Regions from separate parts of the Mus musculus genome. Here all the other regions are linked to region 3. The links are chromatin contacts, called in public Hi-C, HiChIP or PLAC-seq and promoter capture Hi-C maps. All regions are on one chromosome and are shown on one strand. Each heading gives the region's core, a stretch centred on a gene start, on an enhancer-like site or on the middle of the called end of the contact. The rest is flanking DNA. Distances are from core to core; before and after follow the strand shown.

The links. Promoter capture Hi-C pulls out the DNA fragments that hold promoters and counts their contacts. A called contact is a pair of places that touch in the nucleus more often than the background predicts. HiChIP or PLAC-seq counts read pairs in DNA pulled down with a chosen protein or histone mark.
Region 1: a Hi-C map of Sertoli cells shows a contact between it and region 3, with 2.6 times the contacts expected there. The contact joins the enhancer-like site here to the promoter of Slc38a2 in region 3. A contact is called at or near these places in 1 of 39 promoter capture datasets (cranial neural crest), 1 of 15 datasets of contacts at CTCF or cohesin (the NIH/3T3 cell line), 2 of 484 Hi-C or Micro-C datasets (Sertoli cells and nephron progenitors), 1 of 115 datasets of contacts at active chromatin or transcription factors (heart atrium) and 1 of 9 other capture datasets (adipose tissue).
Region 2: a contact with region 3 is called in an H3K27ac HiChIP or PLAC-seq map of cardiomyocytes, with 4 times the contacts expected there. The contact joins the enhancer-like site here to the promoter of Slc38a2 in region 3. A contact is called at or near these places in 2 of 39 promoter capture datasets (the 3T3-L1 cell line and 3T3-L1-derived adipocytes), 1 of 15 datasets of contacts at CTCF or cohesin (the NIH/3T3 cell line), 1 of 484 Hi-C or Micro-C datasets (nephron progenitors) and 1 of 115 datasets of contacts at active chromatin or transcription factors (cardiomyocytes).
Region 4: a contact with region 3 is called in an H3K4me3 HiChIP or PLAC-seq map of embryonic basal ganglia, with 4 times the contacts expected there. The contact joins the enhancer-like site here to the promoter of Slc38a2 in region 3. A contact is called at or near these places in 2 of 39 promoter capture datasets (the 3T3-L1 cell line and embryonic stem cells), 2 of 484 Hi-C or Micro-C datasets (embryonic stem cells and liver), 9 of 115 datasets of contacts at active chromatin or transcription factors (VIP interneurons, acute myeloid leukemia, craniofacial prominence and 6 more) and 1 of 9 other capture datasets (embryonic stem cells).
Region 5: a promoter capture Hi-C map of liver shows a contact between it and region 3, with 5 times the contacts expected there. The contact joins the enhancer-like site here to the promoter of Slc38a2 in region 3. A contact is called at or near these places in 9 of 39 promoter capture datasets (the C10 cell line, the HPC-7 cell line, cranial neural crest and 5 more), 15 of 484 Hi-C or Micro-C datasets (the 3T3-L1 cell line, B cells, the G1E-ER4 cell line and 11 more), 14 of 115 datasets of contacts at active chromatin or transcription factors (bone marrow-derived macrophages, cardiomyocytes, craniofacial prominence and 10 more) and 3 of 9 other capture datasets (adipose tissue, liver and pancreatic islet).

Annotation. Positions count from the first base shown.
Region 1 is chr15:97,099,285-97,104,658 of GRCm38.p6, forward strand. All of the region lies in intron 3 of Gm32840 (a long non-coding RNA gene), which reads left to right. It overlaps Gm32733 (a long non-coding RNA gene), which reads right to left. Exons shown (of 4, transcript XR_384402.2): 4 at 3,241-3,855. Among named protein-coding and RNA genes, the nearest start is that of Gm32733, 5.8 kb to the right of the region's middle. Within about 2 kb of position 3,112, at least 58 of the 459 cell types and tissues checked have an H3K27ac peak or open chromatin away from gene starts, as enhancers often do. A contact at or near this core is called in heart atrium, where this site is marked.
Region 2 is chr15:97,002,440-97,007,398 of GRCm38.p6, forward strand. It overlaps Slc38a4 (solute carrier family 38, member 4), which reads right to left. Exons shown (of 16, transcript NM_027052.3): 13 at 3,381-3,505. Among named protein-coding and RNA genes, the nearest start is that of Gm32840, 39 kb to the right of the region's middle. Within about 2 kb of position 2,227, at least 70 of the 459 cell types and tissues checked have an H3K27ac peak or open chromatin away from gene starts, as enhancers often do. A contact at or near this core is called in the NIH/3T3 cell line and cardiomyocytes, where this site is marked.
Region 3 is chr15:96,698,332-96,703,904 of GRCm38.p6, forward strand. Slc38a2 (solute carrier family 38, member 2) reads right to left here and starts at 1,397. Exons shown (of 16, transcript NM_175121.4): 1 at 1,077-1,397; 2 at 284-486. The coding sequence starts at 399.
Region 4 is chr15:97,149,397-97,154,189 of GRCm38.p6, forward strand. No RefSeq gene overlaps it. Among named protein-coding and RNA genes, the nearest start is that of Gm33149, 11 kb to the right of the region's middle. Within about 2 kb of position 2,160, at least 35 of the 459 cell types and tissues checked have an H3K27ac peak or open chromatin away from gene starts, as enhancers often do. A contact at or near this core is called in VIP interneurons, embryonic basal ganglia and embryonic forebrain, where this site is marked.
Region 5 is chr15:96,954,525-96,959,327 of GRCm38.p6, forward strand. No RefSeq gene overlaps it. Among named protein-coding and RNA genes, the nearest start is that of Gm32840, 87 kb to the right of the region's middle. Within about 2 kb of position 2,682, at least 7 of the 459 cell types and tissues checked have an H3K27ac peak or open chromatin away from gene starts, as enhancers often do. A contact at or near this core is called in liver, where this site is marked.

The sequences.
Region 1 (5,374 bases), core at 1,862-4,361, 400 kb after region 3:
AACGGAATGGAACCAGAGCCAACGGTTTCTCAACTAACAGAGAATGAGAGCCAGATCAAATTATGCAAAACTCGGAAGTAACTAGTGTTGTTTGTGATGAGTTTCATCTACTTGCCGTAGAAGAGAGGCTGTAGGAACAAGCGTAGTGTTCCATTGGTCGGAGTCTCGGCGATGAGCTTGCGTTGTGCAGGGGCTACTCTTTAGACTTGGCACCAACGCAAGGATGCGTCTGTTTAGTTCGTGCATTGAATGGGCATTTGAAATGATAATTCTTCAATTGTTGCTCACGGTGCAGCATAGAACACTGTGCTAGATTATACTCTCTTAATGCCTTCCAGCTTTGGTGAACTTCACCAACATCAGTGTATTGTACAACAGATCCAAAGTCAGGGAGGCTTCCTGGTGATTTTAGATGTGGTTTCTGACCTATCTGGGCTTGGTTCCCTCATCTCTAAGACAGGGAAAATATTTCTCATTAAGGAGTTAGAGAAACAATTGATGAGCTAATTATAACATGTTTTGCCCGAAGACTGGCCACACAGGGCTGGATAATAAAGGCCGCTCTGTAATTGCAGATGCTTCTGAAAGCTGATCAGTGTGGTAATTTGCAAGTTAACATTTTAGTTTGGCTTTGTTTTCTTTCCTTGCAGGGTTGTGTTGTGAGGAGGCTGCCTATGAGGTGGACATTTTGATAGGAAGAAGGGATTGGCACGAATCCCACCACACACAGTGCTTCAAGCTCAGAGATGTCAGCGTTGGGCAGCACATGGAAGGGGGACCACAGAAATGCAGCAAAACCCAGAAAGGATTTATGGGGCGGGAAGAACCCTGAAGATGGCTTAGCCTTTCCAGTGTCTTTCCAGAAACTCAAAATCATTCTGTTTGTGAGAAATCAACGAAGAATGGCAGGGTAGATATAGATAGAGTAAGGCTAAGGGCAAGCTAAAGGCAGGCTAAGGGCACTAGGAATTTGGAAGGAGTGGGAAGCCATGAAGATGTTTTAAAGAGGGAAACAATGGTACCTTGACTTGTATTTTACAGGCTACCCTGGGAATGTGTGGGCCATCACTTTCATCTATCCTTTGTCGCACTTCTGCTTGAGTTACTAGGTATCATTTTTCTACAAAGGAGAACCATCAATAAATTGAATATCATCAGAATGAAAGCCACAGACTAGGAGGAAACATTTGTAAGCCCCAGATCCAACAGATTAGTGTTAAGGATCTATGGTGAAATTTCAAAAGGTAGACTAAAGCCATTGACAAAATAATCAAATTAGAACTGGCCAGAAGGGCCAGGGATACAATGCAGAAGTGGTAGGCCCAGGGTGACCTAGTCCCACCTCACTCCCATAGTTGTAACTATTGTAAATATTATAACTATTGTAACAATAGTTACTACTTGCTGCTACACCACCTCACTCCCATAGTTGTAACATTGTAAATATTATAACTATTGTAACAATAGTTACTACTTGCTGCTACACCACTTCACTCCCATAGTTGTAACATTGTTTACTACTCGCTGCTACACCAGGCTCTGGCTCCCGCCCTGGGGATCTGCACTTAGGTCGCCATGCTGCTGCAGGGGGCACTTTACCCTCTGAGTTCACCATCTCCCTATCCCACTGTGCAACGTTTTCCAGATGACAAAGTTTTTAGAACTGGAAAGCAGGTTAGCAGTCAGTGCTGCTGGTGCAGATGAGAAGAGGGTGGCCCTGGGAGAGGGAAGATGGGTGACTCTGTAAAGGACAAATTGAAGGATCTGTATAGTGTGGGGACCTGGCTGGTGCTGTGGACACGGAGATGCCTGGGTGATAAGACTGTATAGGGCTAGGAACTTACACACCCTGGGTAAGGTAGACACAGACTCCGCCTCTGCTATTTCTCTGCTCTTTCTTATTGTTGCTGTGATCTAAGATGGTTCAGTTGTTGTTGTTGTTGTTGTTGTGTGTGTGTGTTTGGGGGGGAGGTGTCTCTCTGTTGTGTGAGCATAGGCCTGAAGCAATGGTTCCTGCATTTTATTACTGGGGCCTTCTGGGGGCTCCATTAGCAGCCTCCTGCTGGAGCCTCAGTGGGGCCTGAGAGTCACAGCTCATCAGGTCCTAAGATGCTGCTGCTGATTAGCCTAGGAGCCATTGAGAAGCTCTAAATCAGGGCCTCATTCCAGGGCGCCTAGGTTTGTGTCTGTTTTTCTTACAAAGCCCTGGGTGTCTTTGCTGGCAAAGCCAAGTCTTTGAAGAATGTTACCCTTTGTTTAGGCACCACAGAGGTGAGGGTAAGGAACATAGGCCTCCAGCTCCATCCTGGAAATGAATGATAGGGGTGTCCTCAGGGTGGGGCCCCAGCCACCTATTTCTCAACGGGCACATCATACTTAAAGCTTTATGAAGCTTCATCCCATGCATGTTGAAGTTTGAGGATGAGTGGATCAGAGGGAGAGAACAGGAGAGGATGTGAGGGAGACAGGATGTTTGTATTCTCTGTCAGCAGACAGAAGGGCCCTCCCAGGTGTATTTCAATTAGCAACAGGATGTGGCAAAGGGAAGGCTGAAGTGTAGCTTCTGTGAGGGAGTGGTCATTAGCCTTGATCAAGGACCTCACCTGCAAACTCAGATGGCCAGATCTGTTAGCTCCTACACAGCAGGGCTGCCCTGATTAACCAAAGGATCCATCAGAAAGCACACAAGGAAGAAAGCCCATGATTGGCATTAAGGGACGGTCAGTGGGATTGAGCAGTACCTATTGTATGTTCATAAATGACCCAACACCGTGGTCCAGGGAGGAATTCAGACAAGAAAGCCACGTTCCTGGCTTTCAAGAGTCTCTGACCTAGGCCCAGAGCGGAAGCCATCTTTTGAGCAGTTCCCTCGCACACGGAACTCTCCTGCTCCATAACTGACGTTGAGTTGCCTGTTGAAGTCCACTCTGTTCTTGTGAGGGTTCGGGAATGCGAGAGCAGTGTTTGGTTTCTTGGCCTTCTCCTATTCCTAGCTATGATGTGAGATGGGGCTGTCAACAGTGAGAGAAGCAGTAAGCTCAGGGTGTGCACACAAGTGTGTTTAGTACCAACCACAGGCAGACAGCACATCGCTGCTGCTCTATTTATGGGACAGGGTGAGGATTGGCAGGGGACCAGCCCAAGCCTGGCTTGTCCCTGCAGCTACTCAAGTTCATGTAAAACCAGAAGACATCTACTTATTTGTTCTGCCCACAAATCTGCCAGTAAAATACATAACCAGTGTAATATATTTCAACACAAAATTATACCGTGTTCAACACATTAATGGGAGATTGACAAACCTCAAAATTTTTTCTCTTTGTTGATAGTTTTTCGAGATCTGAAGTTTCTCACCAACTTCTGACCTTGTAAAGAGATACTTCAAACATAGGGATGAACCTGGGTGTCGGGATAGAGTAGTCTTCGGTTTGACCTTCCAAATGCCACCATTTTTCTATTTGGTGAAGTTGCCTAAATGTATTAAGCCTCAGTCTTCCTATAGGCAATGTGGGTTAAAGTGCCTGCCTGAAGTGGGCAATTTAAGAAGGGACAATGACAAGCGTGACAGGCCTGGCATGCATGGGAACACAAACCAGTTCCTTTCTCTCCACACTGCAGATGAGTTCTCTGTCTCAGCACAGTGTGCCTGAAAGTCGTGATCCACCGCAGTCCCTCTGCTTTCTTGCAGTCTCTTTTCTCGTTGCTTCCGACAGCATAAAGTTAGCCCTTAGGAGGCTGAGTCAGCTCGACCCTGGTTGCCAAAAGCTCTTAGGCGCCTTTTATGGTCTGAAAAATGATACTTGCGCCTGGAAAGCATCCAAGTCACCAAGACACTCGAGCTCATGTCTGGCAGCTCTGTAGATAACAGAAAACAAAACGTGAAGGAGAACAAAATTATTGTCATCTGCCTCAGAGGACACAACAAAAGTTCTGACTACTTTGATCAGTAGGACCCGAGTCTTCTGGAATATAGAGTTAGAATAAGAAGATAAACTAGGGTCCTGATTGCTCATGGCCACCATAAAGATAAAACCGTGGGCTGGGGATGAGGTCTGGAGGAGGCCGTGCCACACAAGCCTGCGGATCTGAATTTGGATTGCCAGAAACTATAGGGAAAAAAACAAAACCAGCCATGGCAGCCTATGCTCGTAATACCAGCATTTGTGGAGACAGGCGAATCTATGACACCCATTGGACAGCCTGCACAGCCAAATGCATGTGCTTAGGACTCCGTGAGAGACCTTCTCTCAAAAAGTCAAGGTGAAGACTCCCCATGCTGAGTTCTAGGCTCATATGCCTGTGTACCCATGTACATGCCTGTCTGTGTGCACAGTCATACTAACACACACACACACACACACACACACACACACACACACACACCAGGAGTCAGCAACATGGTTCAAAGAGTAAAAGTGCTTCCTGACATGCAAGCCCCTATGACCTGAGTTCAATCCCTAGGATGTAAATAGTGGGAAAAGATAACCAGCTCCCACCAGTTATCCTCTGACGCCCACGCACATGCCCCACATACATACACATACAAAATAAACAAATAAAATGTTAGAATTGATATAAAAAAAAACCCAGAGTTTCCAATTTCAATGAAAACAGAGCAATCAATAAATAAGAAAAGACTTGCTGCTGGATATAGTTTCCCATGTAATAATTTAATTTTTGCATGGGAATTATAATTAAATTATGAGTTTGCTGAATATGAATTGGACAACCAGACAAAATGATTCCAGGAATTGACTCATAGAACAATGTATGAAGAGCCCATAGAGAAGGAAATATGGGCAATTATGAGAGTATTACCAGGCTGTTCTAAGCACGTTCCATACAACTTATTCCCGTTTATACATTTTTACTATGGAGCCGCAAGCTGCCTGGGGCAACCTCAAATGCTGAGCTTCCTCTACACTCCACCCCAGACTCCTGACTAACTGGGGTGTATACAACTGTAGCTGTTGTGCAATCCTAACATGAGCCCTCCAACAGAGAACTAACTAGCAATGTATATTTGGAAAAATAGTTTTCTGAAATGCCAACATGATACAGCTGATGAGAGCCCTGCTGACATTCAAACCCAGGGAATCTGACCCAAGAGATTTGCCTCAGGAGGAGTATTCTGCTTCCAAGGAACTGAGAGGACAACTCAGTGACAAAGACTGGAGTTCAGGCCTCCAGACACCAAGGAAAGCTGGATGCAAGAGCTCATATCTACAATCCCAGTATTCCTATGGTAATACGGTATTGGAAGGCAGGGAATCCCCAGGGGCCCAGAGGCCAGCTATTCTGGCATATGCATTGGTGAACAAGAGACTCAGTCTCAAACAAGGTGGAAATTGAAGACCAAGAAAGCTATGACTGT
Region 2 (4,959 bases), core at 977-3,476, 300 kb after region 3:
AGGAGATTCATGTGAAGCTGCTAAGGGGAGGTTAGCATCAGTTAATTTGGCCTCCACATCTGCCCAGCAGACATCACAAACGGCTCCTATATACCTGCGCTAAGAAGATCAGACCCAACCTAACTTGAGATGACAAATGGGATAAGAGAAAATGGAGCAGACAAACTCTTATCCTGTCGTCTAATAAAGAGCCTGGTTACCATCTGTTGCAAGGGAAAGAATGCCAAATACTAGTAGACTCGAACCCAGACTAGGTCTCTTTCGTTACTTGTATGTGGGACTATGAAGGCCAATAAAGACCTTTCTTGGTGATCAAATGTTTCTGAACGCACAGATCGCCATCCAAGAGATCCATCGCCATGTGGCATCCAGGAGAGCCACACCCTGTATTTGATTCACAGAAGTCCTGCCCTCAAGTTACAAGAAGCAAATAAAAACACTATCCGTAACAACTCTGTAGGGGGAGGTGCTGATACGAAGGTCTGGTTCTCTGATTGGTTCATGATTTTGTCAACAAAGAAGGCTGAGAGCCAATTGATGAGCAGAAGGTACAGGTGGGACTTCCGAGTCCTACGCGGCAAAGGCAGATGCAGGGAAAGAGAGGGAGCTTTTCTGTCATGCCTTGGAGGAAAAGGGACCCTGCAGTCATGTAAGGTCTTGAGGACGCTAGGGACAGCGGCCTCCGCTAGGAGCGGGTGGCCAAGGATGTGGCGGAGAGACGGGGTATAATGAATTGATGAGGGCATGTTTTTCCAGGCAGGAGATTCAGTGCCCAGCGATTGCTCCATGAGAGGCAAGCTGTAAAGTGACTAGCTGAATGTGTGTTTTTTCATCCACAGATTCAAAGGTCTCTGGTGGGGCTGGTAACAAGATCCCTCCTGGGGAAAGGGTCACAGGAGTGGGCTAGTGGAGCTGTTGACTCCTGGAGGATAGAGAGGAGCCAGGACAGTGTTGGCGGCTTGGCAGACCTAAGCAGGGAGGAAAAAAGTAAGCCAGGAGGTGCCAGAGCGCAGTCGCAGCTCCGGGGCAAAGGCGGTAGCATGGTTTTAAAACTACATGCAACACAACCCTGTCAAAATCATATCAGAATTTGGCCTTTTAGAAATTGTTTGGGACAAGGCAGGCACCACTCCTCTTTCTCTGTCACTGTCACGGCCATTTGATTTGCTCGCCCAGATCCATGTTCCCATGGGGTTAATGGCACATGAATAAACCAGAAAATCAGTTGATACATTCCAGGAAAGGCAAGATTCATTAAAAAAAAAAATCCCATTTTTCATATCCAACACTGCCGGTTCATCCTCTGTGCGGCCACTATTCTGTCAGAGACTGGTAACATTTACCTGTAATTGGCAGTGAAAGACCATGTTGTGCACAATGTTATACTGCTAACAGAAAGTGAGACTACACAGGAAAGGGTGGGCATTAGTTATTTTCTGGATGTTGGTTCTTATGCCCAATTTGGATCCTAACAGCATCCCACACTGACAAACAACTATAGTTCCCGACGATCAGATCTAGCCCGGGACATTTGCTCTTACACAAGGTAAGAGTTTCTCAGGGAGGTTTGGATTTTCAAGATGTAATATCTTTCGAGGCTAGCTAGAACTCCCCATTCTGGCATCAAGCCTAGCATTAGCTCACCAGTTATCTGCTAGACAAATGACCACAGCCACATCCATCAATCTCTGGAGACCATGGCTCAAAAACACTGTATTAAGGGCCTCTGTGTAAAGCTAAGTAGAAGTATGTAACAGATTCCCTTGCACAAGATAATTAAACAACAATGCAGGTGTCTCTGGTACGTCAAAACTTCCCTCTCAAGTCTGAGTTCTTTTGAAGCTGAAGTTCCACATATGACCTGCAGAATGCTCTCTGATATATTAGAGGCCAGGCGTTATTTAAGTGTCAAGTGCTAGCCACGATAGTGGCAGGGATTTGGTTTCATGTGCTCATGGAAAAGGAATGTGCCAAAATACACTTTCAGCACACAAGCTGCACTTAAAGTGACCACGGCACATTATTTAAGTGGCTCGCTGATGCCGAGTCCTGTGCAGAACATTTTGTACACAGCAAGGCTGGCTACTGAGTCGCTTATTTTTACATCGCTAAAATGGATGAGTAAACTGAATGTTTACAAAAGGGACAGAGTTGGCAGGGAGGTGAAAACCTGTGTTTGTCCCTGGGTGCGGCTCACACCCTCACCAGCCCAATGCTGTGAACCCAGGACAAAGCGATACCCTGATTAAGCCAAGAAGCAGGGATCCCAAATGCCAGAAGGCACGTGTCCACTTTGGGGGAGAGGTCAGAAAACAATCTCTTCCAATATGTTATCTAATGGGTCTCCTTCCCATCACCCATCAAGATGCCAGAGTCAATAATCTGACCTGCAGATGCGGCATCAGCACAAACCGAGGCACAAACTGAAATACCATCAAAGCAAGACGCAGTGTGATCTTTAAAGTTTATATGGCTTTGGCTCTCTCATTTCCAGAGTCATAAGCACTTCTATATATTTTATTAGTTTATAGATAACAGCCCAAGCTCTGGGGTTTTTTGTTGTTGTTGTTGTTGTTTTTGTTTTGTTTTTTAGATTTGAATTCATGGGGCTGGAGAGATGGCTCAGAGTTCAAATCTCAGCAACCACACAGTGGCTCAAAACCATCCGCACACCTTTAATCCCAGCACTTGGGAGGCAGAGGCAGGAGGGTTTCTAAGTTCAAGGCCAGACTGGTCTACAGAGTGAGTTCCAGGACAGCCAGAGCTACACAGAGAAACCCTGTCTTGAAAAAAAAAGGAAGAAGGAAAAGAAAAAAAGGAAGGAAGGAAGGAAGGAAGGAAGGAAGGAAGAAAGAAAGAAAGAAAGAAAGAAAGAAAGAAAGAAAGAAAGAAAGAAAGAAAGAAAGAAAGAAAGAAAGAAAATGAACTGTGACACCTTCTTCTGGCACATCTAAAGAGAGCTACAGTGTTCTTACATATATAATAAATAAATCTTTGGGCCAGAGAGAGCATGGCTGGAGCGAGCAGAGGTCCTGAATTCAATTCCCAGCAATCACACGATAACTCACAACCATCTGTACAGCTACCGTGTACTCATATACATAAAAACAAAACAAAACAAAACACCCAACCAAACACAAAATAAATAAAAAAAATAAATTTGAATTCATGTATTTTTCTCATACTTTAAAAGCAGTAACACTGCTATCTATCTATCTATCTATCTATCTATCTATCTATCTATCTGGTCAACCTTAAGTTGTCCTACATTCTATGAGAAAATAATAATGGGCCCGGACCCAGAACTGCAAGCACATAGAAACCTAAGTTCACACCGAGTCAGAACATTGCCCCAATTCTTCAGAACTCCATGTACTTACCGGGAACAGCACGATGGGCACGGTCAGTGTCACTGCCACCAGGACTGCCAGGCGCACCATGAGAAGAGCCGTATCAAATGTGTAGACCTTGCTGTAAGCATGCAGCAGCTCGTCTTCAACGTCCCCTGAAAGATGAAGAGTTCGGGGGTGGGGGTGGGGGTGGGGGTGGGGGAGATTGCTGAGTCAGCACCAGCTCCTCACAGAAGCGTGTAGCAGTAACAGGAAGAGGCCCAGGCCGGCCTGGGCCTTCAGACAGCTCAGAAAGCTGTAGTGTAGGGTGAAGAGCTGCTAGGAAGCTTCTTGGGATAGTTTGCATCGTTAATAAATTTATATCTGCTATGAAGAAGCAGAACAAACCAGGACGACGTGTTCCTGTTAAGGGGGTGAAAAGCCCAAGCCCTCCCCACCAGCTTCTGCCCACACCACCACTGTCCTCCAATCTGTCTGTCTGTCTGTCTGTCTGTCCAGCTAATCCTTATGCAGCTTCTTTGTACTCAGCGTGGAATTTTTAGGACTGCAACTCTGTGTGCTCACGTGCATTTGCGCATGTGTGTGTGTGTGTGTGTGTGTGTGTGTGTGATGTGGAGGCCAGAGGCTGATGTTGAGATGTTTTCCTCAATCACTTTTTTGTCCTACTTTTGAGGCAGGGTCTCTCACTGGACCTGGAGCTTTGCATTTTGGCTAGACTGGGCTGTCAGCCAGCAAGACCCTGGGCTGGGTCTGTTTCCCCAGTCCTGGCACTGGAGTTTCCGACTCATGCCTCCATACCCAGCTTTTACACAGGGGCTGGGGATCCAAACTCAGGCCCTTGGAGGTTTTAAAGGTTGTTTATCTTACAAAAATCATTAGACAAACATGCAAGGATGAATCGATGTGATTTTTTTTAAAACTGGATCCCTCGGCCATTTTACTCTAAGGTCTGTCTGATGCCTTCTTTGAAGACAGCCATTCAGAATTCCAGACCCAAACATACATAGATACATATGAAACCAAGATGCAACTGGTACATGGATTCAGAGGAATCCCGTGTAGTTGGTTTCCCTGCTGTTACTCTCCAGATGAGACAAAGGGTGCAAACACATTCAGTGGCATTGATTTTGACTTTAACGTATAACCAGTGGGAAGGTAATACCAAGTCAAGAGCAAGTGCTTGGTTAACAGTCAAATATTAACCCGAGGGAAAAGACTCCTGAGCAATGGCGGCTCTTCCCGAGTCATTTCCTTCCAATTTGCCATGCACTCAATTTAACTTACCAAATCAGTTTTAAAAAAATAGATTACCAAATCAGTTTTTTTTTTTAAAAATGGAGATTCCAGGAGGAGGAAGAACTACATTTATTTACAACTTTGCAGTCAATTTTTGAAATTCCAATGTGTGTGTGTACTATATGTATGTTTCTTTTTCCATCTTAAAATAACTGATATGTTTTCCAAAGCTTTGCATGTCTTGCAGTACCCACTTGTTGACAGAACTCAAAAGACGGCTGTAGGCATTTGTTAAAAATGCCTATTTGTATTGACTCCTTGTGACTAGGGTGCGAGAGACCTTGACCAGTGTGCAAATATGATAACACACTTG
Region 3 (5,573 bases), core at 147-2,646:
TAGTTTACATCATGTAAAGCCCTTCAGTTCTGCTTAAGTTAATGCATGAACTAGGTGTTCTCGAAGGTAATACCATCTGTCATGCAGTAACAACCGGGTAATTTAGCAGGCTACTCTCTCCGGGGCTGTGAGCCAGGGGAGACCGAGGCTTCGGGTGAGCCTTCTGGTTCCTGGGTGTGCGCGTTAGCCTGTAACCGATGAGCAATCCCTCCAGCCCCGAGGCACCCGTGTGTGCAAGCTGGCTTTTTTTTTTTAATTTGCAAAGCACATTTCTTTTTCCCACCTTTTCAGAGCAGCCTGCTTGGTGGGGTATGAGTAGTTGAAGTCACTGTTGGAGCTGTAACTGCTGCTGTCCTCATCCGGGGAGATGTTGAACCTTCCCATTTCGGTCTTCTTCATGCTGCTCGGGAGGGACGGACGGTGTGCGGCTCGCTCGCGGCGCGGGCTTCCTTTTGTCCTTGGCGGCGCACTGGCCCTCGAGGCTGCCTGCGAAGGTAGAAGGCGGCGCGTCAGGACTGCGGCGCGCGCCCGCCCGCCCCCCCCCCGTACCACGTGACGCCGCCGAGCGGCGCAGCGCGGCTGATTCATCCCCCGCCAGGCGAGTGGAAAAGTACCAGGCGAGCGAGGGGCGGGGGCGCGGCGAGGGGCGGAAAAGTACCGACGGCGGGGCCGCGAGAACAAAGATGCGCCCGCCGAGGCGCCCCTCCAGCCGCCCCGGCGCTGAGCCCGGTCCCCCTGCCCCAGCCGGGGCTTGTTTACAGGGCGCACGCCGAGCCTAGCCTCCGGCAAGCCGGGGACTGCCCCGGGTACCCGGTCACCCGCCCCTCCTCTACCCCGGGAGGAACTGATGCAATACCGAGGGGCGATTGATTGTCAAGCCCTCGCGCGGTTCGCCTTGCCCCACGCCCGGACCGGACGATTATTTTCGAGGCACAAGACCCGATTGCAAGCAGCCGAGCGGCCCGTGCGCGATTCCCCCTTCCCCCTAACGGGAGGCTGTGGCCGGGTGGCCGCAAGCCCCCGCTCCCGCCGCCGGCGCCGCCCGCGTCCCCGCCGCCGCCCCTCCCCCGCCTCACCTCGGTGCTCTCCCTGCGAGCTGGCCCACCTCACGGCAGCGTCTCCCGTGGGCTGTCTCGGTCACACACCAGAATTGTAAAACGAGGGAAAAAATGTAACAGTGACGGAGTCCTTTTCTTTTATTTTTTTTAATAAAAAATTTTTAAAATTTCCCCGTAATCCAACAACAGGCAGAAGAGGTGGATTTTTTTTTCCTCTTTAATTATTAAAGAAAAATGAAAAAAAAGAGCGGGGAATGGCGATCACGATCCTCCGGCGGAGATTGAGGGGTAGCGGCGCGGGCGACGGCGTGGCGCGGTGTGGAGCAGCTTCCCGAGCGCGAGTTATAGCGGCGGGGCGCCGCGTCAGTGGGCGGGGCGCGGGCGTTCGCCTTTGTGTATCAACAGCACCTGGGCTCCGCCTCCCTCCCGGTTGCCCCGCACCCCGAATCGGGGGGCCAGCCGCACCCCGCTTCCCCGCGGCTCGGGGCACTGCAGCCCCGTGGGTGGCCGCCACCCGCGGCTGCTGTAATTACGGAGCCGGATCCCTTAGATTCCCTCCCAGCCCGGTCTCCAACGCTGCGTTTCGGGGACGCAGCCGGCGAGTGTGCAGTACCCTACCCTCCCAGCCCCCCCCCCCATAACCATTCCCAGCCCGTGACTTAAGATTTGATTTACGTGAAGGGTTTTTTTTTTTTTTTTTCTCCCGCAGAACTTGGGCGGGCGCTGCCACGCTGCCCAGAGGGCCGGTTTGTGTTCTCGATCTTTCCACCTAGATGTGCTTTCACTCTCCAGTGCTAGCCTGGTGGTGAATGAGAGGCGGCTCGCAGTTGCGTGTCGGCATAGACTTTTGGGTTGCACGTGCCACAGCGTACTAGGGAGGGTTTGCGTTTGACCAGCAAGCCAGACACACCTTTAATAAAAGAACCTCGGGCTGGGTTCTTCCGAGGCCGCCCAGGGGCGCCCTGTTCCCTCTTGGTGGACACTTTCCCTCCTGCTACCACCCCACCCCTGGTGCTAGCGTCTCCCCGGGCTTCCAGCGAGAGCGCCCTCGTTGGAATGTAGGCCTGGAGCTTTCTCTACAGCCCAGATCCCTCGGTGGTGCTTTTGGTCTTGCAGAGCCGGGCGGCTCAGGGGGACCCCTAGACGAGAATATTCGGTGCTGCCGGAATGGCGAGGGCCCTTCCCTTTCGGTTGAACAAAGACCCCCGAGGAGAGCGAAATGCTGGTTGAATGAAAGAATAAACAAACGAGTTTGACCTGGTGCTCTCTTCCTTTGGGGGACGTGGGAGAGATTGGGCTGGGCATAGAGGAAAGGGTTGGGTGTGATCACACTTTTTTGCCTTCAATGTTTTCCTGAGGAAATCTGCAACACTGCCTATTTCCGTGGCACGAAAGTCTTGGGGTACCTTCAGCCCGTGTCAGTGTTCATGATTGACAGGGCAGGACCCTATTTCCCCTTTACACACTGTGTTCTTCATCCTAAACCTCTGGTCCGGTCAGCCATACTTAAACAATAGCCTTAGAATGAATGCTGCACGTCCCCTCGCCCCTCTCAAGGGCGGTGGTCACTCTAGACCTAAGGAGCCAGGAACGCCTTTTTTCGGCTTGCCTATAATTAATGCTCCCCTCCTCAGTCCTACTTTTGCAGTTCTGTTTTCTAAACCATGTGGTGTCCGGACTTCATAAACCTGTGCTGTCTTGCACAGTCCTCAGATTGTTCGAATTTGTTTGTAGTCTTGTATCGACAGTCTCCCCATGGAGACCGAACTCTCCTCAGAGGGGAGGTTAGGAATCTGACATATAATCGTAGCTAAAAAAGTCTTGATTACCTTACCCCGCCCCCCTCCCAACTGCACACCCTAGTAACATCGGATAAACTCCTGTCAGGAAACGCTTGGTGGTGGACTCAGGAATCCTGGGAAATTCCTTTCTATCAGGTTTCAACTGATAAAACTCAAAAGATCTTAAACCACTTTTTCATTCTAGGTAAATCTCTTGCCCTGTTAGAGGTATTCAGGAAGTTCTGTAGGTTATTGGTTATGGCTGCAATTTGGAATACAATTAGACCTATTGTCCTTTGGACTTTTTCCATGGTTCATACTGCAGGATAGTTAAGGAGAGAGGTGGGGAGGGAGAGAAGGACTGAGGGGAAGGGAGAGGAGAGGAGAGGAGGGAGAGGGAGAGGGAGAGGGAGAGGGAGAGGGAGAGGGAGAGGGAGAGGGAGAGGGAGAGGGAGAGGGAGAGGGAGAGGGAGAGGGAGAGGGAGAGGGAGAGGGGAGAGGGAGGGAGAGGGGAGGGAGAGGGAGAGGAGAGGGAGAGGGGAGAGGGGAGGGAAAGGGAGAGGGGAGGGGAGAGGAATAGATTTGGAGGCTTGTAATCTTTATCTGAATTTCCGGATGGTCAGAAACTGAATAGTACGTGACAATAACAATGCAAAGCAAAAAGGTGATTTTTCTATCACCACTTTGATTCTTCCCAGTAGTGAATCGAAAATGCGCGTTACTAGGCCTGGAGAGATGACTCAGTGGGTAAGAGCGCTGGCTGCTCTTCCAGAGGCCTCAGGTTCAGTTCTCAGCAGCAACATGGCAGCTCACTACTGTGCCCTAACCTGGTGAACAGGGAGACACAACTCTATCCCAGACACACTTACTCTATTAATGGCACGTCCTTCTAAAGCGGCCTGGTTTGTGTAGCGATTTATACACTGGAACTCTAACACTGCCATATTTAACTCCATCTGGGGGGTGGGGGGTGAATCGAAAGCCGTCTTCTGTCTTCTGTGGCCGTGGCCACAGCACACACCCGGTGCACAGACGTACACACAGGCAAAACTCCAATACACCTAAAAATAAATCTTTTTAAAAAAATTCTAACACAAGAGTTTTCCCACTGAGACCTCCACTGGGTTATTGCTGTTGTCCTGTGTCTAGAAGGCAGGAGACACAACTGTATCCCCAAATGTGGCAAAGCTGACGTGTCTGCATTTTTCAAACTGCAAAAGAGAGATCATGTGGTTGAGACTCAGTGGGCACCTACCAGCTTAACATTCTTCTTTAATGAGTAGGATATAAGGGGGAGAAAGCAGCGTCCCACCCTTAGCAGTACTAAGCACTTTGCTGTGAAGCTTGTGTGTCGACTAAATAGGCTGCGTTTGGGGTTGTGATGTAAAATGTACTTGCAGGGGGCTATTTTTGAACCAGAATTTCGAAAACATGCCTGGGCTGGACTGGAACCCGGGATCCATTTTCCTTTTCCCTGCCCCCTTTCCTTAACACCTGGAGTTTGGATGACAGCTGGAACCCCGGACCTCGGAATTTGCTACCACACCTGTTTTTGTGATGTAAAATGTATTTCTTGCTGGGACCCAAGAAGTCTGAAAACAATCTGGTAGCCTATTCCTTAAGAGAAAGGTAGCCTCACAGTAGCTCTGGATTTTTTTTTTTTTTAACGTGCATTGTCCGAATAGATGATGGAAAGTTTTGTGGGGTGATTTTTTTTTTGTTTTTTGTTTTGTTTTGTTGTTTTGTTCGGTTTTGATTTTTGTTCACCACCCCAACCCGCAGCCACGGTTTCCATGTGTTTAGCACAGCTGTCCTGGAAATCAATCTGTAGACCTGGCTGAACTTGAACTCAGAGATCTGCCTGCCTCAGCCTCCCCAGCTGGGATTAAAAGCGTGTGCCACCACCATCCAGCGTGGTTGTTGGGAGTTTTTAGTGAGCGTGGATAGCTGCCATCTATAGAATTATCTGACCATTGTTGCCTAATAAAATAAAGTTTTGTTTTACTAAGGAGAGCCACATTACTAGGCTATAATTAGCTAACCTTCCCAGCCTGTTAAACAGCTAGAGTTAAGAGTGACCCTCAAAGTTTGTTTATTCAGTGCTTCGCCTGCAGTTTGTTCCCTCTGTCTTCCATTTCAGCAAGCTACATTCTGAGTTAGGCATCTGTAGTCACCCTGATTTGGCCTGTAGTTCCACCCTGTTAGTGATGGACCCAGTGACTCTTACTTTCTGGTCTTCTATCTTTTGGAAATCCTTCAGACTGGGCCTAGTGATGTGGCTCTCCTCAGCAAAAATAGCACATCACTTCTTGTTTGAAAAAAATAAGAAATACTAATTCTCTCTCCCTCTCTCTCTCTCTCTCTCTCTCTCTCTCTCTCTCTCTCTCTCTCTCTCTGTGTGTGTGTGTGTGTGTGTGCGCACACACTCTCACAGGAGCCAGAGGGATGGAATCCCTTGGAGCTAGGGTTAGTGACGATTGTGGGCTGCTGACAAGGGTGCTGAGAAACTCTAGTGTTCTGAAGGAACAACACACGATCTTCAGTGCTGAGCCATACCTCCAACCTCCTCACCTCTAACTTGGTTACTAAAGGACACCGACTTTCATGGAAGCTGCAGAGATGGCTCAGTGCTTAAGAGCACTTGCTCATTCAGAAGACCTAGGTTTGATTCTCAGCATCCTCATGGTGGCTCACAACCATGCACAAGCCCATCATGCAGGGGATCTGAAGCCTT
Region 4 (4,793 bases), core at 910-3,409, 450 kb after region 3:
AGATGACAGCTCTGCAGAAGAACCCTTTACAGCGTCTGGCAGTGTGTGTTTTTTTTTTTTTTTTTTTTTTTTTTGGTTTTTCGAGACAGGGTTTCTCTGTGTAGTCCTGGCTGTCCTGGAACTCACTCTGTAGACCAGGCTGGCCTCGAACTCAGAAATCCGCCTGCCTCTGCCTCCCGAGTGCTGGGATTAAAGGCGTGCGCCACCACGCCCGGCTTGCAGTGTGTTTTCAACCTGACATAAATGTTAGCATCAAAGCTGCTGTTAGATCATGAGTCTCTTCACCTGTCGTGACGCCACCTATATATAAGTGAAGATGTCTTCGGTGTGTGTGTGTGTGTGTGTGTGTGTGTGTGTGTGTGTGTGTGTGTCATATGTGTTTGTATGTGTGCAGATGTGCACGTCCATGCATGTATATCAAGGCCAGAGGAGGACGATATCAAATGCCTTTCTGGGCCACTTTCTATCTGATTCCCCTGCGATGGGGTCTCGTTGAATGTAGAGCTAGCCTGGCAGCAGCAAACCCCAGCCATCCTCCTGTCTCTACCCCCAGTAGCACCAGGGTTGCACGCACACAACCATGCTCAGCTTTCCAGTTGAGAGTTCTTGAATTTGAACTTGGATCCTCAAAGCTTGCATGGGAGGCACAGGCTGTCTCACTGAGCCACCCCAACCCCTTCTGTCCATCTTTTTTCCCTAGCAGCATTCCCTCCTCCACCCACAAGCCTATGTGATGTAGCCAGCAAGTCTCCTCTTCAAGGACAAATTATGTAAATAAGGAAAGCCACTGCATTCATTTTCTATAACTGGGCATTAAGCTGCTTCAAAACCCACAGTTACACACAAATGAGACCACACTCTGGGTGATACACACTTCTACTCAAAGCCGTTAGGTTCGATGATTCTATGAAGAAGATAATTTTTAGGAATACAAATTTCATAATGGATAGAATTTAGGATGTAATTGGGGGACCGGATCAGTTACTTTTCTGTTGTTGTGACTACTGTCAGCTTGTGGAATGCATCCTTTGTTTTGGCTTTATCGCCAGAGGGGTGAGAATCCATGCTGGCATGGTGGTGAGAACAGAAGTCTGAGTGCTCACATCCGAAAAGGCAAGCACAAAGCAGAGAGAGAGCAGCCTGAAAATATCTGAAGATTTTTACTTCCAAAGCCCACTCCCAGTGACATACCACATCCAGCAAGGCCACACTTCCTAAATCTCCCCAAATGGTGTCAGTCACTGAAGACCAAGCATGCGCGTGCCCTACTATGGGGGACATTTTTCATTTAAACTATGACAGGGCTGTCACTTAAAGTTAGTGTTTATTCAAACTTAAAGGAGTTGAGGAAGATTTGGGGATGAGCATGTGTGTAGGAATGAAGTCAAAGAAGAAAGGGAACAAGGCAGGCCCTGGTTGATTTATAGGTAACAACGATTTTTGTTGCCTAGAAGCTCTTTAATTAAAAAAAAACAAAATAAACAAACAACAAAAACAAAAACACCGGGCAGTGGTGACGCACACCTTTAATCCCAGCACTTGGGAGGCAGAGGCAGGCGGATTTCTGAGTTTGAGGCCAGCCTGGTCTACAGAGTGAGTTCCAGGACAGCCAGGGGAACACAGAGAAACCCTGTCTCGAAAAACAAAAACAAAAACAAACCAAAAAAAAAAAAACCAACCCCAAAACCAAAACCAAGATGTATTTATTTTTACTTTATGTGTATGGATATTTTGTCCACCTGTTTGTGTGTGCACTACATGCATGCAGTGCCTGCCAAAGCCAGAAGGGGGCATCAGATCTCCCGGATCTAGAGTTAAACAGGCAGGTGTGAGGCTCAGGTGGGTGCAGGGAGCAGAATCCTAGTCAACTGCAAGAGCAGCCAGTGCTCTTACCTGCTGAGCCATCCCTCCAGCCCCACACCTACGGGTTCTTGACAGGTGCGCTTGAGGGTGACTTTCTAAGTCATCCTTGAATCCTGAACAGGATCCTAATTGGACACGTTATCCAACAATCTGCAGATGGCACCTTATCTGTCCTGGCCTCCAACGGTCTGTCCCATGAGTCTTGCTGAGAGGTGAGAGAGCAACTGGAACACACCCTTCCCCTCCGAACATTCCGCCAGCCAACTGCTTCTGAGTCAGCACATTCAAGAGGTCCTTGCAGTCCTGGATTGTGAGCTCTGGTTTAGCCTATTAAGGACTGTCTTACTTGGCTACTTTGTGACGTCAGCCTTTGACACTCAGTTACCCATTTTGGGGTGCACCATTGGAAAATACAGTCTCATAATTACTTCAGTATTTACATTCTTCAGCGATGAACCACAGCAGTTGAATAATGCTGTTTAAGAATTAATGTTGGTAGGTAAAAATGACAGAGCACCGTGAAGAGACCCAGTGATTTGGAAAACAATTTTCAGGAATCCCCTTGTGCGTGATGACTGGGATGTGGGAGGGTGGGTGGGATAGGGGGTGAGATGAAACAGACAAGCAAAGTAGCTATTGGGTGCTCTGGGCTGCCATGCACTCCCGGAATTTTCCACTAGGTAGTAGGTATTCAGGTCACATAGACAGTGAGATTTCCTGCAGCGTCGGTACAGATAAAAAGGCTGTGCGGCTTGGTAATAATCGTGCTCCATTTAGGCAAGGCACAGAATGGTGCATTTTTACAGCGATTGTCTCCGAAGTGGTGAGAGATGCTTCCCGGCGCAGGTTTTAAGTATGGATTCATTAGTGCCCCGAGAACAACAGGAGGCATCCTGAAATGCATCTTAATGAGAAACGAGGACTGACAGCTCATTCTGAGACCACTTTAAAGCTGTTGCACGGTGGTTGTTTCTTGGTTGAATTTAGAAATAAATAAAACCTTCTTTCCCCCAATATTTTGTCTTCATTTTCTAGGAGTGGCGCTTTCGGACACTCATAACATACACTAAATATCCATCGTGTCTATCACTGATTGCTGGGCTAAAAGAGCAGCCCTCCCTTCCCTTAGAATAAGCTGAGGAGGGATTCATGCAATCCCAGTCTAATGTGTGTGGAGCGGAGGTGAACGATTGTGTCCTATCCGTGGGATGTCTGTGGTTCTTAGGCTCCTGAGCATCCGCACTGTCTAGCCATTTGTAGTTTGTCTGCTGAGTGAGCTCTTAAGCCTTTTAGGAGATACTCTCCTCACTGTGGAATGCTGTGTTTGTAGAAAGCATTTTTCTTTCACTCACTGCACATCAGCAGAACTGCCTCTGAGCTACGCAGGCAGACATACTGGGACAAGCGCAAACAGGGCTGGCTGGTGCAGCGTGGGGCCAGCCTTCGTCAGAGAAGCACATGACCAAAGGATGGAGCCACTAAGGAACTGCAGTCTCTTCCCTGACAAATAAGATAGAGGATCGATTGAGTCCAGTGGAAGCCTGATAAGCTACACCACCCTTCCTGGAAAAGGTCTTTGCAAAAATAAACAAAACAAACGGAACAAAACATGTCATTAAAAATTTTATGTAAATTTCAGAAAGCACGAGTTGGCGCAAATCTCAAACAGTTTTTTTTCTCCATCTTGCTTTGTTTGGTTTTGGGGTTTGGGGGGTTGTTGTTGTTGTTCTGTTTGCTGTTGTTTTCGTGTATTTCTCTTTGTGAGAGAAAGATGGGTCTTGGCAGCCTTAGAAGAGGCTCTAAAACAACAGGAGAGGGTTGGGCTGGGGCACAAATGGTGGAGCACTTTCCCACCATGGGTAAGACCTCAAGTTCAACTCCAGCCATGCAGGAAAGGGAAGGGAGGGCGGGATGCCAAACGGGAGAAATGGCTCTGCAACTGGATCTTCACTTTCCTCCACCCACTTCTATCAGGAACTCCATTCCCTTTGGCTGACAGTACTCGGGGCTCAGAAACCCAAGTGCAGAGGGAGCCTAGCAAGCCTAGGAAGAAAAACGACTGCAAGGCAGAGCTAGGTGGAGTCCCCTGCTGAAGCAAAGCCTGCGGGGCTCAGGGTATGTGAGCTGGGATGTCCACGTGACTGACACACACGGTCAAGATGTATCCTCTGGGATCTGGGTGGAGGTTATCATGCCCAGGGGCTTGAGTGGTAGAAGCTACAGTCTGCAGACTAATATGGTGCGTGCATGCACACTGGGAAGGCTGGGCGCCCAGGTGCACCCACGGTCTCTAGATGACAGCTGCCCGTTGCCCTGCCAGTACTAATCTTAGTGACCTGTGGGGTGGCGCCACTCTTTGGGGGGTTTTTGGTCTTTATGTAGTCAAGCTAAGAATCTTTTCCTTTCTAAATCTTGGCTCCTCCGTGGCAGTACATTTCACCTTCAGGTAATTAATCTCTTTGCTCTAGGATCTTAGCACCAACCGTGAGGAATAACCATAGAGCCTCTCCAGTGCTGCTGCTGCTTGGGTGTGCACCTCACAAGACATCCCAGATTGCCACCATTGAGGCTTGCTTTCCACAGAGCCCTGGCATGAATATAAGACCTTCATTACATCACCCCAGTGGCCTTCCATCCAATCTCCAGTAAGACAGTCTGCTTGCTACCTGAGACCGTTTTGGAATTCCCTTTCCTGTCCCAAGTTCTATCTGCACCTTTTCAAAGTCACTGAAGTCATCTCCGAGAAGTTCCAGGCTGCCCTGGTCTTCTTGTTCTCTGAGACCGCTTTGGAGTTGAACCTAGTGCCCCATTTCCACGATAAACTTCTAATAGCCTGTTCTTCACCCTCCCAACATAGCCCCCTCATGCAGCTCCAAAGCCCTTCGTACCATGTCAGCTGAAGTTCCAGTGGCACATCAGCTGTTGGTGCC
Region 5 (4,803 bases), core at 1,432-3,931, 260 kb after region 3:
AACGGAAGTATATAAGCCTAAGCCAGTGGTTTACAACCTTCCTAATACTGAGACCTTTCAACACAGTTCCTCATGTTGTGGTGACCCCAGGCATAATATTTTCATTGCGAAACACAGAGGTTGAGAACCACCGGCTTAAGTTATCTCTGAAACTTTTTCATTCCAAGTCTGACTCTTTAGAGTTGAATTTTAACCTTGAAATATTGGGACATTTCTATATGACACCCTCTCTGTGCATAAGAAACATCACGCTGATTCTTGGCTTCTTTCCTATTTTTATATTCCCATATTTATTTATGTGTGTGGGTAGGTATGCACCATGGTGTGTGTGCAGGGGATCAGAGGGCAATCTACAGGACTTGATTTTTCCCTTTCCACGATGTAAGTCTGGGGATGGAATGAGGCCATTGGGTTTGGTCATCAGTACCCATTGAGCCATCTCACTGGCCCCGTTATGTCTTTAAAATGTTGTTTTGAGAACACAAAACACTCTATACAATTTTACAGGTCATTGAGCTGTCCGAAGGCAAATACCCATCAAATTACTGCCCAGCATTTTTTTTTTAAGAAAAGGAAAATCTAGTAAAATACCCAAGAAACCCTGTGTGCTTCCTCCTGGGCACTGCCTTGGGTCTCTTGCCAGCACTGCCCTTGATATATCACGGTGGATTAATATTTATCAACTAGCTTGTCTCTCCATGGCATTTATGTGAATGAAATGATTCAATGTGCATTTCTTGTTGGGCACTTCTGATGTTCAGCATTATGTTATAAGACGTATGTTTGTCATATGAAACACAGTGGGTTCATTCTCATTGCTACACGGAATTTTTTTATTTACTGTTATCATTTTATGAATCCACTATCTAGTCAATGGGCAGTTGAACTTGGTTTGCATGTTCATGTATTTTCCAGAGCGCTGTGATGAGCTGACTTGGGTGTATCTCCTTCTGCATCCTACCTAATAGTACATATACAGCGCAGAAATGGAAATGCTGTGTGTTTTTAATTCTGGTAAACAATAGCAATAGTTTACAAATCATTTGTGTCAATAGACCAGTTTAGGAAAAGTTCACAATCTTACCGGTGAGTGCTAATTTAAAACAACAGTATGAATCCCACCCCTTTCCCAAACGTATTTAGTCAAATGTCCGTGTTCTGGAAGAAGAATCTCATGGGTAGTGTTTGGATTCTTTAGGTTTGGACTTGCAAAGCCCAAACCATCAAACCATCAGACAAGGTGGGGCGGTATTGCCCAACATGTGTTCTTAGTGACGGCATCCAGTAGGGACCGATGGATGACACACCCAGTAGTACGAGTGTGCTGAGGTCACATGGTATGGTAAATGTGAATAAGGTTTTGTATAAACATACATACAGTATGGTATAAGAGAGAAAAAAAAGAAGTTAAGGGTGAATTAAAGCAAGAAGAGTTGAGATGCCTGGCCATTAACAAGAGCCAATAACGATCAAAGGAGAGTAACACTTTAATTTTGCACTTCAGGTAGTTTTATTCTAGTAGTCTTCCCAAGGGCCCTAATAAGGTTATCTTAGTGCACTGGCATTGCCCAACCCTTCTGTTTTCTTTGAAGCTTGGCAACCCTACCACAGCCTGTTTTAGTCTTCAACTATTCTTTCTCTTCCCTAGGAGGACAAAAATATGTTTGTAAGTATCCAGAGACTCCCTCTGTCATGTATATGAATATATGAACTATGTCAATGTATCTCTTACTTATCTATGTATTATGTACCTATCTATGAACCTATGTATGTATCATCTATCTATCTATCTATCTATCTATCTATCTATCTAACTAACTAACTATCTATCCAACTATATATCTATCCAACTATATATCTATATATCTCTATGTTTCTATGTATGTATTTAACTATGTATCTATTTATCCAACTATGTATTTATGTATCTACCTATGTTTCTATGTATCTATATATCTATCCAACTATGTATCTATCTATGTATCTTTCTATGTATCTATCTTTCTATGTATGTATGTATGTATGTATGTATGTATGTATGTATCTATCTATCTATCTATCTATCTATCTATCTATCTCTACACGTGGTCTGTTAACCTTTCTAAATTTGTCACAAACCGTCTGTATACATTTTTCCACATATTTTTAAATGACTCAATCCATGAATCATTGCAATGATGAGGTTTTTCCCTAAGTTACAATCAGTAAGAAACCACAACAACTGAGTTACCAGCTTCTGTCAGGCAGACTTTCCTAACTCTGGCGCTGTCAGCCTCTAGCTCCCTCATCATTCCTGGGGTGTTGGCATTTCCTGTCTCTGCCCTTTCTACCTCCAAGAGCACCAGACCTAAAGAGAAGGTCACCTGTGTATAGAAATTGCCTCCCACAGTTACATGGCCTCTAAGATAAGGATGCAGACTGGGACATTAATGGGTCACTGAAGATACTGGGCTTTTGTTCTGAGCCCTTGGCTTGCCCCCACTCTCCTAAGGCTTCCTTGTTCTCTCACTCACCTGTTCGGCATTTGTTAAGCGGATTAATACTTTAACTCTACTTTGGCTTCTTTAAAACATTTCAAAGGGCAAGGTGACATTTCCGGTTTTCGTAGCCTAGTGCAGTTCTCTCTGAACATATCAGACAACAACCGACCTGTTAATCTCCACAAGCTTGTATAGTCTATTCCGTTCCTGTTCTTTGTTTCCTTCCCCTTCACATTAGTTATAAAGTAATGAAGCCTAGATCAATAAGTTTGGTCTCCAGGCAACAGAGAAAACACCAATCAATTTAATCTTATGAAGAGCCCTTTGTAAATCCAATTCTTTAGAAAAACCTTTGTACTTAGAAAATGATAAATAAAACAAGCTTCTAAACATTCTTTTTGTTTGATTCTGTTTATGTTCTACATGTGAGATCATAGGCGCACAAAATACTTCATAATATTAAATAAAAAGATTTAGTGTTGAGTCGATCAATATTAGAACTTTACCAGGTGCAGCCAAACATTTTTATATTTCCCATTTCTTAAAAAAAGAAAAGAAAAAGGTAGGGCTCTAACTCTCTAATTGTCATAAAAGACAAATGCTACAGACTCATTTCCCACTAAGGAAGTTGAGGATACATGAAAACCAGGTTCCAGAAGAATTCTAGAATAGATCTTGAATTACAAAAACAAGCAAGCAAACAAAAACTCTATGAAGGATACTGTTGGGAAAGTTGGAGAGATTCAGATAAGAACTGAAGACTGGCAATTAACAGTATGCATTACTAAATAAGAACGACTGGCGCCTTAGAAGTAAACTCCCAACTCTAAACATAAGGAGAGGTGAGGGGGTGAGAGGAGAAGACAGAGATGGTATACGGAGTGTGTCTGTGTGCCAGTGTGTGCTGGTGTGTGTGTGTGTGTGTGTGTGTGTGTGTGTGTAAACAATTGTGACAAGAGACAAGTCAAGTGCTAAGTATCAAACAATTGTTTCATTACACTTTCGTAAAACATTTCATAGCGAAATAATGAAATGGCAAAACAAACAAACAAACAAACAAACAACAGGAGCTTCTCTCCTTCTCTCCCTTCCTGAAACCTAACACATCTCTTCAGTGAAACAAGTATCTATCTGTTTCCAATTGTAGATAAATACGATACATGATTCCAAATCCACTCTGGCCTAAAATAGGCTTATGTTACTGGTTGAAATCTAATTTGGATGTCAGGCAAATGGCTGAGCACACAGTAGGCTTACACAGATCCCAGACTCTTTGCCCTTCGGCCTTTCCCAACAGTTCTCAATGGATGTTGAAGGTGCAGACCGGACGCATTTGGTGGTGACGTTCAGCAGGTGAACGCAGCGAGCGGTCAGCATCGAGGACCATGAGGGAGTGCAGGGGACCGTGTGAATGCAAGCAGAGAGGTTCACAAACGGCTGCTCATCATTGTGATGCATTCTTGGTCACACTTATCTTTCTAAAACCATTTCTCAGAAATGTCACATCTCAGAGACAGAAAAAAAAAATGACACTGTATTCAGTGACTTTTTAGATGGTTTTCTTCTTGGCTCTGAGACTTCCTTTTGTTAACACATCCCCAGGTTTTCCTGTGAAACAGGTTTACTGTTCTCTTCCAAGGTAGAAAATAGTTTATTTGGAGTAAAGCAGTGGCTATGGTTTCAACATCAACTGAAAGTTGCCAGTGTACGGTTTAAATATTGGACATTCAGAAAGAACGTCAGGATCGTCCGCCTGATTCAAACTGTAAAGGCAGAGTGAGAAGAATACTTGAAACCAGACTTCTCCCTGAGAATTGAAACTGTGTATCATTTTGTTCATAAATATGCCTCAAGAATAATTCAGTGTCACTCAGTGCGCTCCAGCATTTCCTGGCTCTCTATCTCCCTCTTTCTATTTTTAACCAGTAGGTAGTAAAAGCATTGACAGCACATCTTCTTTTGAATTATGAAGAAACAATTCTGTATAATTACTTAGAACATTCTTGAGGTCCCTTTAAGCATTTCATTACCTATAAGTTATGGGTGTGCCGTGTATGAGAGAGAGAGTGTGAGCGTGTGACTGTGTGTGTGTGTGTGGGGGGGTGTAAGTGTGTTTGTGCCCTTGAGTGCAGGTGATACTGGAGGCCAGATGAGGGCATCAGATCCCCTTGAGCTGGAGTGACATGCAGTTGTGAGCTGCTTAGTGTGGGTGCTGAGACCTGAGCTTAGGTCCTCTGGCAGAGCAATTGGGCTCTTAGCTGCCAAGCCATCTCTTCAGCCCCAACAGTCACAGGTTTGAATCACATTCTAGGGGTATTTATGT